Linked DNA regions of Oryctolagus cuniculus: region 1 is linked to region 2. Evidence: chromatin contacts called from public Micro-C data. All regions are on one chromosome and are shown on one strand. Each heading gives the region's core, a stretch centred on a gene start, on an enhancer-like site or on the middle of the called end of the contact. The rest is flanking DNA. Distances are from core to core; before and after follow the strand shown.

Evidence for each region. Hi-C and Micro-C count contacts between places; a contact is called where the count stands out from the background.
Region 1: a contact with region 2 is called in a Micro-C map of ear pinna, with 3 times the contacts expected there. The contact joins the promoter of BASP1 here to the promoter of MYO10 in region 2. A contact is called at or near these places in 4 of 6 Hi-C or Micro-C datasets (ear pinna, embryonic fibroblasts, skin fibroblasts and 1 more).

Annotation. Positions count from the first base shown.
Region 1 is chr14:46,246,539-46,251,674 of mOryCun1.1, reverse strand. It overlaps BASP1 (brain abundant membrane attached signal protein 1), which reads right to left and starts at 3,512. Exons shown (of 2, transcript XM_070056613.1): 1 at 3,375-3,512.
Region 2 is chr14:46,042,335-46,047,117 of mOryCun1.1, reverse strand. It overlaps MYO10 (myosin X), which reads left to right and starts at 2,061. Exons shown (of 39, transcript XM_070056609.1): 1 at 2,061-2,522. The coding sequence starts at 2,502.

The DNA of each region.
Region 1 (5,136 bases), core at 2,263-4,762, 200 kb before region 2:
TGGGCACCTCAACCTCTTGCTCTCTAAGCCTGCCCTGTGAAGCTGACCTCAGGGAGGTCATATCCACAGAAAACATATCAGTTTCCGGGCTGCAGGACAAAATGAGGATTTCTTTTTCTTTTTTTTTTTTTACTTGCTCACTGTGATGGGTTGTGCCCTCTCCCCCAAAACCACGTTGCATGTCAAGGTGACTTCATTTGGAAAGAGGGGCTTTGCAGATAGAACCAAGTGGTTCTCAATCTGCTCTCTCTGCAAGGAGAAGAACTCTGGATAGAGGTGCATCAAGCAGTCGCCACAGAACCATGGAGGCACAGGTGGGGGTGGAGTGTCCAGAGGAACATGAGTAGTGCTGATGGGCAGCGTCCACAGGGCAGGGAAGGGCAAGGGCAGCCTCCTCCCTCGGAGCTCCCACAAGGAACCAGCCCTGCCCACCTGTGATTTTCGCCTCCCAGCCTCTGCACCTGTGAGAAAGTAAATGTCTGCTGTGCCCAGTGTGTGATGTTCGTTACAGCAACCCTAGGACACTAGTATACCCCAACTCAGAAGAGGCAGGCATAATCCTGGGAACACCGTGAAGATACATCACCGAGAAAGCACATGGCTTTAAGGATTGTTCTGTTTTCTTCCTTTCTCCCTTTTTCCTCTGTCTTCCCAGCCCCAACATTCTAACTTTCCTATAAAATATTGTTTTATTTCTCTCTAAATGCATAGCTCTTCATGAATCCTGGAGACCCATCCACTTTTTTTCCCCGAGTGCATTTTTAGTTCTCTGCAAATAGCTAAAAGCTTCACAATCCAGCCAGCATTTGAGTTTGTAGAATCGAATATGTAAAATCGAATATGTAAAACCTTGAGTTGCTGAAAGTATTTGCTACAAACATTCCCTTATTTCTCATGACAGCTTAAAAAGAAAAGATAAGAAAGCCAGCTATTTTCAACCTCAAGAAACACAAAGGTTAAGCATTTTGTCCTAAGCCACACCATCTTTCAGTAGAGAACAAGCTTGGAAGACAGATCTCCCAACTTCCTATAGAGCTGCTTTACAATGTCATCCTACTGTATTTTATTCTCAATTATCCATCTGTAAGAGAAGAAGGAACAAATCCTCAAAAATGATGATTAATCGTTGCCTTTCAAGGGACACACATTTGGCAGAGACGTTAAGACATTGCTTAGGATGCCTGCAACCCCTATTGGAGATCCTGAGTCCCAGTCCTGGCTCCGCTTCCAGTTGTAGCTTCCTGCTAATGTGCACTCTGGAAGGCAGTGGTGATGACTCAAATGCTTAGGTTCCTGCCACTCACTTATGTGGGAACCTTCTCAAGTTCTGAGATCCTAGTCCTGGCTGTTGCCAACAACTGGAGAGTGAACCAGCAGATGGAAAATTCTCTCTCTCTCTCTCTCTCTCTCTCTCTCTCTCTCTCTCTTTCTCTCTCTCTCTCTCCTAGTTGCACATGTCACTGGGGCACACATCTTAGCTTATTCTGACTTCCTCTGTATACCACTGTCATTCAGGAAGCCTTAGACAGCCACACACTGAATCCTTCTGCCACCACCACTCTGCCTCTCTAAGATGGATGCCTTTTAAAGGTCTTTCCTGAGCCAGAACCAAATCCCTAGTAACAACCTCCTTGGATAGCAAAAATCCCTTACCTGTGCAGAGTTCAAACAGACTGCTGAAAATACGAAAGAAAAATTAAAGGGAAATCAAAGAAAACCCTGGAAGCCCAAAATAAAGCCAAGTTTGTTCCTCAGCCTGCACGTTCTCCTGGACCCTTGAACCAAGCTCCAAGCTCACACACTCAACGCAGGTGATGAAGACCCCTTGTGACCTCCTTGCTTCCAAGATACTGAGTTACTGCTGCATCAAACATGTCACTTCACCTCCTTGCTAAACTCATATCCCTAGAAAACTCACCCCAATAATGGACACCCCAGATAAATCTCCATGTGACTGAGTGATGGTCAGCCTCTCCACCTGAGCTGTGGAGGGCCCAGGCACTAGGAATGGAGAAGCCCTACAGAGACCCTTATACTGGAGGAATTATGGAAAACATGGGCACAATGAAAGCAAACACTCTGACCATCGTCCAACAGTTCCAGGCCAGGGCTGCAGATGGCAAGGATCTAACGGACTGCAAGGAAGTGACATAGGCAGGGAGAAGCAGGTCGGGTGAGGAGGACACCCAGACAAGGAGGTGGGTTCCAGAAAGCAGGACAGGCATACGATGGAGATGCCTGTCCCAGCAGTGAGGGAACAGGAACATGTGTGTAGTTCCAAAGGACACCGCAATTTCCCAAGATCATGGTGAATTTGGGAAGGAAAGCAAGCAGGTCAAATCTGATCACAGTAAACGTGCATCGTTTAGGCCAGAAAGATGCTAACCACTCAACACAAATCTTCTCATTTCATCCACAGCACCCTATGCAGCAGGAAGCGCTGCTATCCTCTGTAAGCGAACAAGTCTCTGCAGTTAAGGAACTTGGCCAAGGTCACAGATGAGTACAGAGTGGATAGTGAGGATGAAGGTGTGGGGAGGAAAATCATAGACTATGAAATACTCAAGAGGGAATTTTTTCAAGAGGAGAAAGAGTAACCGTTTGCAAATGATCACAAAAGTGTTAATGCAATGCTGAGTCTCCAGCCCAGCAGGTGCTATGTGGAAGGGAAGAAACCGGGGTGTTGTGGAGAGAGAAGGATTTCAGGGAGGGTGGCTGCTCTCTGAAGACTGCAGACACAGAAGAGATCATCCACCAAGGAATCATGACCCCCGACAACACAATGGAACCAGTAGTATGGGAGGAAAGGAGTGGCAGCGTCCACGGGAAGGACCCAGGGGCAGCAAAGGAGACATTACCAGAGGGCCAGGCTCCTCGGTGACGACAGGATGACAGGCCACGTGGAACTTGCCGGTCTCCAGGGTCCCCACACGCGTCCTGTTGTTCTCCTGTCCTCTGAGCTGCCAAGGCACTGGGACGCTTGGCCCGTGGTCAGCTGTCACCACACCAGGTGGAATCCTTGGGGCCACAGGTAAGATGGAGGAGGAAGGAGCTGTGCTGGGCGCTGCTGGCGGCTGGGAGCTGCCTGGCCTTGCAGGAGCATTAGCTGATCTAGGAAGCTTACTCTGGCATGACAAGGGAAGTCAGTAATCTCCTAAAGGGACATTCCTCCTTGCCCCCTGGAAAAGCTGACACAGAAATACTTTGCTTTACGCATCGTGGTATGTGCTGCCTGTTGGGAAGCGGTGAGATGAGGCACTCCCCCGAGCAGCAAGACCTGTGGGAATTAAAGTGTTTTAGGACCCAAAGCTCTATCTGTGGCCCTAGGTGCAGCAAGAATTATGTGGCAACCATGTGAGTAATCGCAAACTCACCACTTCCAGGCTGGTTTTCTAATCCTCCACCCTCTTTTTCGGTCATATTTCTATTTGGAAAATTCTCCACCAGGCACAAGCTGTGTCATAGACTTGCCCAACCTTCTTGTACTCCTGCCATCCTGGACCCCTGCAGGGCTGGATCATTAAAACAATTTCTGAGTTCCAGAAAAACACTTAAAAAAAAAGCCTCCTAGGAAATAAGTTTGAACTTACTGTAATTTCTGCTTCTGTTTAGTGTTCTGTGAAGACTCCTTCAAGCTGAGAACAGCCCAGTGCTTGAGCCATAATCATTTCTGTTTCCTTTTTCTTCTTTTCATTAGGAAAAGTTCCAAACATGCACAAGAGTATGGAGGGAAGAACGAAGATGCTCTGTGGATCCATCACCCAGAGTCAACATTTGACAGTCATCAACTCATGTTCACACTATTCAGTAGAAGATAGCAACCAAGGGAGGAAGGAAGAGGAGAAGAAATAAAAGAAAAAAGAAACATAAAACGTGTTGTACAAAGTTAGAGCATATTCCCTGCTCCCCGTGTATTTTCCCTGACTTTGGAACCCATGTTAGAACAGTTCTCAGTGCAAATTACATAGAATTGGTTTGGCAAAACTCCTCCTAGATTTTGAATTTCAATTACGATTTCAGGGAAATCATTACAAACCTTGTTAAGAGAGGACTCTGTCGCATTGTAGCTTACTCTTCTGAATGGGACTCTAAAACAAAACCGATTATTTATGCTAAGCTCACAATTTACTTCTTGGGGATTTTTAACCACATGCAGCAAATTCCAGTAAGAAGCTTAAAACATTTTCCCAGCTAAAAAAATACTGGGGGGAGGGGGGTACAAACAATATTTGATTTCTGAAAACTCCAGCCAAGTCGTGAAATGTGAAATTCCACATTTCAGATGGCTTAAAGCAGAACCCATAATGGGTTATCATTTTAGGATAAACCAATGGAGACAATTCCAGAGGGAGTCAGAACTGGCCCCTAAGTAGACAGGAGAAACATCAGCCAATCTGTTGGGAGCTTAGAGTATAATTCATTCTCTCTCTCTCTCTCTCTCTCTCCCCATCTCCCCTCCTTCTCCCTCTCTCTTCCTCTCCCTCTTTCTAAAACATGACTGATTGAGAACAGGAGAATATCTGGCATCAGTATTAACAGTCACACAGCCTCTTGCTCAAGTCCTGTTTTTGTTAGCAGGTGAAAAGGAAAGGGAAAACAGGAGCAGTGGGTACCAATTTTAGCTCAAGATCTAGACCATGTCATTTATTACAGAGTCATCTGAAACTGCCCATTGTGGCATTTGGTGAACTTAAGTGACTGCCCCAAAATACTGACCACGTCTACACGCAGCAAACAGGGCTTGGCGAGACATTCAGCAAGCAGGGTCTGAGATCTTGGCCAGCAGCATCTCTACCTCCACGTGGAATCCTCAATAGAATAACATACTTACGGCAGACACATCTCTGAAATGACTGCAGGTACACAGAGGAAGGGTGTGTGCATAGCTTTCACGTGCACACACACCATACACAAACGGAAATTAGGTGAGCCAGTCTCAAAGGGCCTGAATGCCTGGTGGGGGTGGAGGTGGGGGTAACAACTGCTTCATCACCTTGCCCTGCCCTCAAAGGTAAGTCAGATATCCAGGGATAGAACAGCTTCCTCAAGGTCTGCATTCCCCTGGGACAAACTCCCATTCCTGGCCATCTGCAAAAGCACAAGAGCAAAAACACCGTCCTGCGGAGAGTTAGTGGC
Region 2 (4,783 bases), core at 812-3,311:
AAGGCAGAGAGGGAGAGACAGAAAGAACTGAGATCTTCCATGTGCTAGTTCACTATTCAAACGCCAGCAACAAGTGGTGCTGCACCAGGCTGAAGCCAGAGCCCAGAACCCAATTGGGTTCTCCCATATGGGTGGCAGACACCTAAGTACTTGGACCATCACCCGCTGCCTCCTAGGGTGTGCATTAACAGGAAGCCGTATAGGAAGCCACAACTTGAACCAGGCACAATGATACAGGATGCAGGCTTTCCAAATGGAGTCTTCACTGCTGAGTGAAACACTCACCCTATGCTTGTAATTCTTTATGTGAGTCAAATTGGGGAAAATTATTAATGCTATCGACTTAAGTGACATAAAAAATTAAGGCCTTATTTTTTTGGGGGGAGGGTGCAGCTTTAGGTTTACAGAAAAACTGACAGGGAAAGTACAGTATCCATGTAGCCTGCCACCCCTTCCCCATGTCCCATATTACTGACACATTGAGTAAATTTGGCACATTCGTTACAACTGATGAGCCAATACACTGGAAAGTGACTTGAAATGACATGGCCAGGATTGCCCAACACATCGGTGGCTCATCTGATGCTGGGAACAAAGCCACACGCTCTCCTGAACAAACTCCCTGGTAATCTCTCCCGCAGAGACGTGTGCAGATTAATACCATAATGACTATAATTGTTCTGCTCCAGTATCTCAACCTAAGTGGCCACGGGACTCATTTGACTAAGCACTTCGGTTGGCGCCTGGGATCGCTGCTGTTTACCTCGGTCCCAACTTAACTTTCCTGACAGCCCGGGACACCACCTCTAGTGGCTTCGAGCCTTAAGTGTGTAAACCTGTGAAACAGAGGGATGGCCCAGCACGATAACAGCGTGAACTAGCTAACACTCTGCCTCTTTCCAAAGGCAACCGGGGGCCGCGACAGAATTACTCTGGAATGAGCTACGAGGACGCTTGAATGCCCAGGCCAGGATTACAGAAGAATGTTTCACTCATTCTGACACAGGCTGAAGATGCACACTTTAAAGCAGCAATGAGCTTCTATACTCCCGACGGAGAAGACAACATGCTTCATTCTCCTCAAGCGTCTTCAGATAACCCCCCCAAAAGCGGGCACCTAACGGGGTGGTGGCGCAGGTGCATTAAGACGGCTTGGAATGGAGTGAGGGGAGCGGCTCGGGTTTCCGAGCTGTTTTAAAGGTTGAGTGGCCGCTGGCAGGTTCCCTAGAGACAGCCTCCCACGCCCCTTCGTGGGGAAGATCCGGTCATCTTTGTCCGCAGCGCGCCGGGTACCAGTGCTTTTGTGCCAGGTGCGCGGGTGACCATACCTGGGCCGCCTCGTACCCGCGGCCTGGCCACGTCACCTTTCTCCTAACTCGTCACCCACGGGCTCTAGCTCAGCCTCGGGCCAGGCGCCATCAGGGCCCACCTTGCCGGGCTCCACCGCAGCCCAGGTGAGTCCCCGGACAGGCTCGGGGAAGCCGGACGCGGCGCCAGGCAGTCGGCTCGTTCACCTCCCCATCTGTTTCCTTTAGGTCCAGAACAAGGGTTGCTTTTTGAGGGGTGCTGCTCCTGGCCACGTCCTCTTCCAGTTTACAAAACCACACTTCCTCGCATTATGAAAAGGGGCTGCGAACCTAAGTGCAGGAGACAGAAAACTCCGCACGGGAAGCCGGCTTCCGGAAACTCTCCTCAGGCGCGTTCTCCTCAGGCGCCGGCGACGCCGCGGCGCGCGCTTCCTTCCACGGGAACCTCCGGCGTCCCGAGCCGAGTTACCCGAGGTGCGCGCTCACTCGCTCCCAGGGTTTGCGGACCCCACCCCAGCCCCGGCTAGGTGACTGTTCCGGTCTCCACCACAGCAGAGCAACCTCCCACCCACGGCCAGGTGGAGAGGTGCGAGGGGGCCCCGGCAGCCGCCCAGCCTTGAGGGCCGGAGGAGCCGGGTGGGCGGGGCCTGAGCGGGAGGCGGGGCCGGCCGAGGAGCAGCGCGGGGCGCGGTTGGCTGAAGGCCCGGGCTCCTGGAGGGGCGGGGCCTGGCGCGTGGGCGGGGCCGCGCTGCCGTCCGCGAGTCTCGGTGCGGGCGTGAGCCGCCTGAGCCCGGCGCCCGACTGCTCACCGCGGCGCGCCCGCGCGGGGAGACGGCCTCAGGCTCGCTTTGTGGCCGGCCGGAGTGCCCGGGAAGGGGGCGCGCTCGCCAGCTCCCCGACGCCCTCCCCCAGCTCGGGGCGGGGGGGAAGGAATGTGCCACCAGCTGTTCCCGGCCCGCGAGCGCTCCGTCCAGAAGTGAGAAACTCGGAGGAAGCAGAGACAAAGGCTGCGGTGGAGACGGATGAGTTAGGGACTTGGGTCTGGGCGAACAAAAGGGGGAGGACTTCGAGGACGGGGGTCTGGCCATGGCTGCGGGGCAGCCCCGCGCTCTGGCGTGGCTGGCGTCCGCGCCGTGACACGCACGGTGTCCCCGGACCTGCCGCGGCGCGGGCGAGCGTGGAGTGCCCGCCACGATGGACAACTTCTTCCCCGAGGTGAGTGCGCCCGGCCGGCCTGGGAGCCTCTCCCCCAACACACAGCCCCGAGCCTGCGGTGATGAGTAAGCGGGGCAGGTTTCGGTTCGCCCCGCGCGCCCGCAGGGGCGCTCCCCATGCGCGGGCGGCCGGTCCTTGGGGGCCCGGGTCGGGCAGTTGGCCCCCGACGCCGGGGGGCTGGAAGCCCGGGAGTGCTCCGCGGGGACGTGCCTGTCTCCGGGAAAGGTCTGCTCTGGCATTTCCTCTGCGGAACGTGCCGGCTTCCTGTGCGGGTGCGGAGCGCTCCCGAGGAGCCGGCTCGGACCTTGCGGTCCGGATCCTGCGCTCACCAGCGAGGGCTCGAGCAGGGGGTCGGGGTGACTCCAGAGAATGGGTCCCCGGATCTAGGGTTTGTGCTGTCGGCCCCTGGCAGAGTCGGAGTTCGAATTTTCAAGCAACTTCCTTTAGGGCACACGGTGGTTTTTGTAGATCACGCTGATGTTCCTTTTAGGGTGACCGAGTTATTTGAAAGTTGACTTGGGAAGTTTTTTGTTGTTTTTTTTAAATCCTGGGATCGAGAGTTGCTCTGGTTTCTTGGCTCCCTTTCCTTTCTTGGTTGTGTTTATTTAATAAATTCTGTTTAAGTTTGAGGTTTGAAGTGGCTCAAAGTAAACTTAGTTGACTTGAGGGAGACGGATGGATTTTCATGGAAAGTCAGGGGGTGGGTGCTCCGTGCATCCAGCACAGCCTTGGAATCTTCCAGCCAATCAGTTGCTGAGGGTTTGCCTCGGTGTGGACCTGCTTTATTTGACTTGATTGGAGGTAATATTTCAAGTCACTCTGCTTTCATGACATTCTCAGACAACTGCTTATGGTGGCCAATGTCATCAGTATGTTCTCATGCAGTAGCGATATTTCATTTTTCAAAGTGGTGCCTCCAGTGTTGACTGGGAAATGTACCTCCATCAGTGCTTATCCTTACTTTCTTCAGAGAAGTGCATGTAACTGTGAGCTGCTAGCATTTGTAGTCCATGGGCCTCTGTTTCCACGCATGTAAGAAGGCACTGGACTTTTTGGGAGATGGAAGTTGTCCACTTGTGAAAAACCGTCGGGCTCTCATGTTCTTTTTCATCTCTAAGTAAGCTGAGGTTCTGCCTCTAGGGTGGCTGTGCTTGGCTCCTTTAATGCTCCCAGTCCCTTAGAAAATCCGATGAGAACACAGAGTTTATATACAGAGTGTTGGGGTTCCAGTCCACTGGAAGCCTGGGGACCTCTGGGGTCTGTGGCTGCCCTGGGGAAGAGCTCTGCCCCCTAGTGCAAGTGGGGGGAACTTGAGGGCTACGGTTGCCTTTGCACAGCCCATCTGACCTCACTTTCATTCCCCTGTGGGACCTTGAAGTACTCTAGTTTTTGCACTTAGTGCGGTTCAGAGTAAGGAGACTTGGCTGTTGTATTTTATTTCAGTGATAAACATAATGTTGAAGTTATCCTTTAAGCATCATGTGCTCCATGCTCTTCGTTTTTTTGGATGAAGAATCTTAAAGCTGTTAAGACACATGCCTGAGACTGAGAGCTTGTTACAGAATCCAGAGCCCTTTTCCTTGGCTGCCGGTGGCTTTGGAATTTCTCAGAAGTTTTCATTCATTCAGGGTTGGACTTTAATCTGGTGATGTCTTGGTATTACCACGTTAATTTTCCCATCTGCCTTCTCAGTTCTACCCCTGGACATGGTCACTTTGAATAGAAAGGAAACAGGAGCAAGTCTGAGAGGCTAAACAGTGGTGTGTTAATTGGAGATGCATCCTAACATAGGTCCAATCTCTCTCTCCCTCTCTCTCTCTCAAAAGGCATTTTTTGTTAACTTGCCCAGTGCAGAAAATGTAATGTACTGTTCAAGTGGATACAGTAAGTGTGCGAGTAACATTGCCAAGGACAGTTTGCTTGTGTGGCTTTCTTGTGCTAAGCAGTGACCAGAGGTTCATTGTTAACTTTTCCCATTGTGGGTAAGGCATGACAACTTGTTGCTTGTTGGACAGCCCCTTGAAGCTGCTCCTGAGAATTGAAAAAAGTCATACTGAGTGAGATGCTGCATGCATGAATAGCCAAGTGATAAGGAAATGCAGGTATTTGTGATTCCCGGCTGCTGTGTCAGAGCTAGAGCAGTGTTTCTCAAACCAGGTGCCGCTGACATTTTGGGCCAGGTGATTGTTTGGTGGCTGCCCTGTGCACTGTAAGGTTTTGAGCAGCACTGCTGGCCAGTACTCACCAGATGACAGTAACCC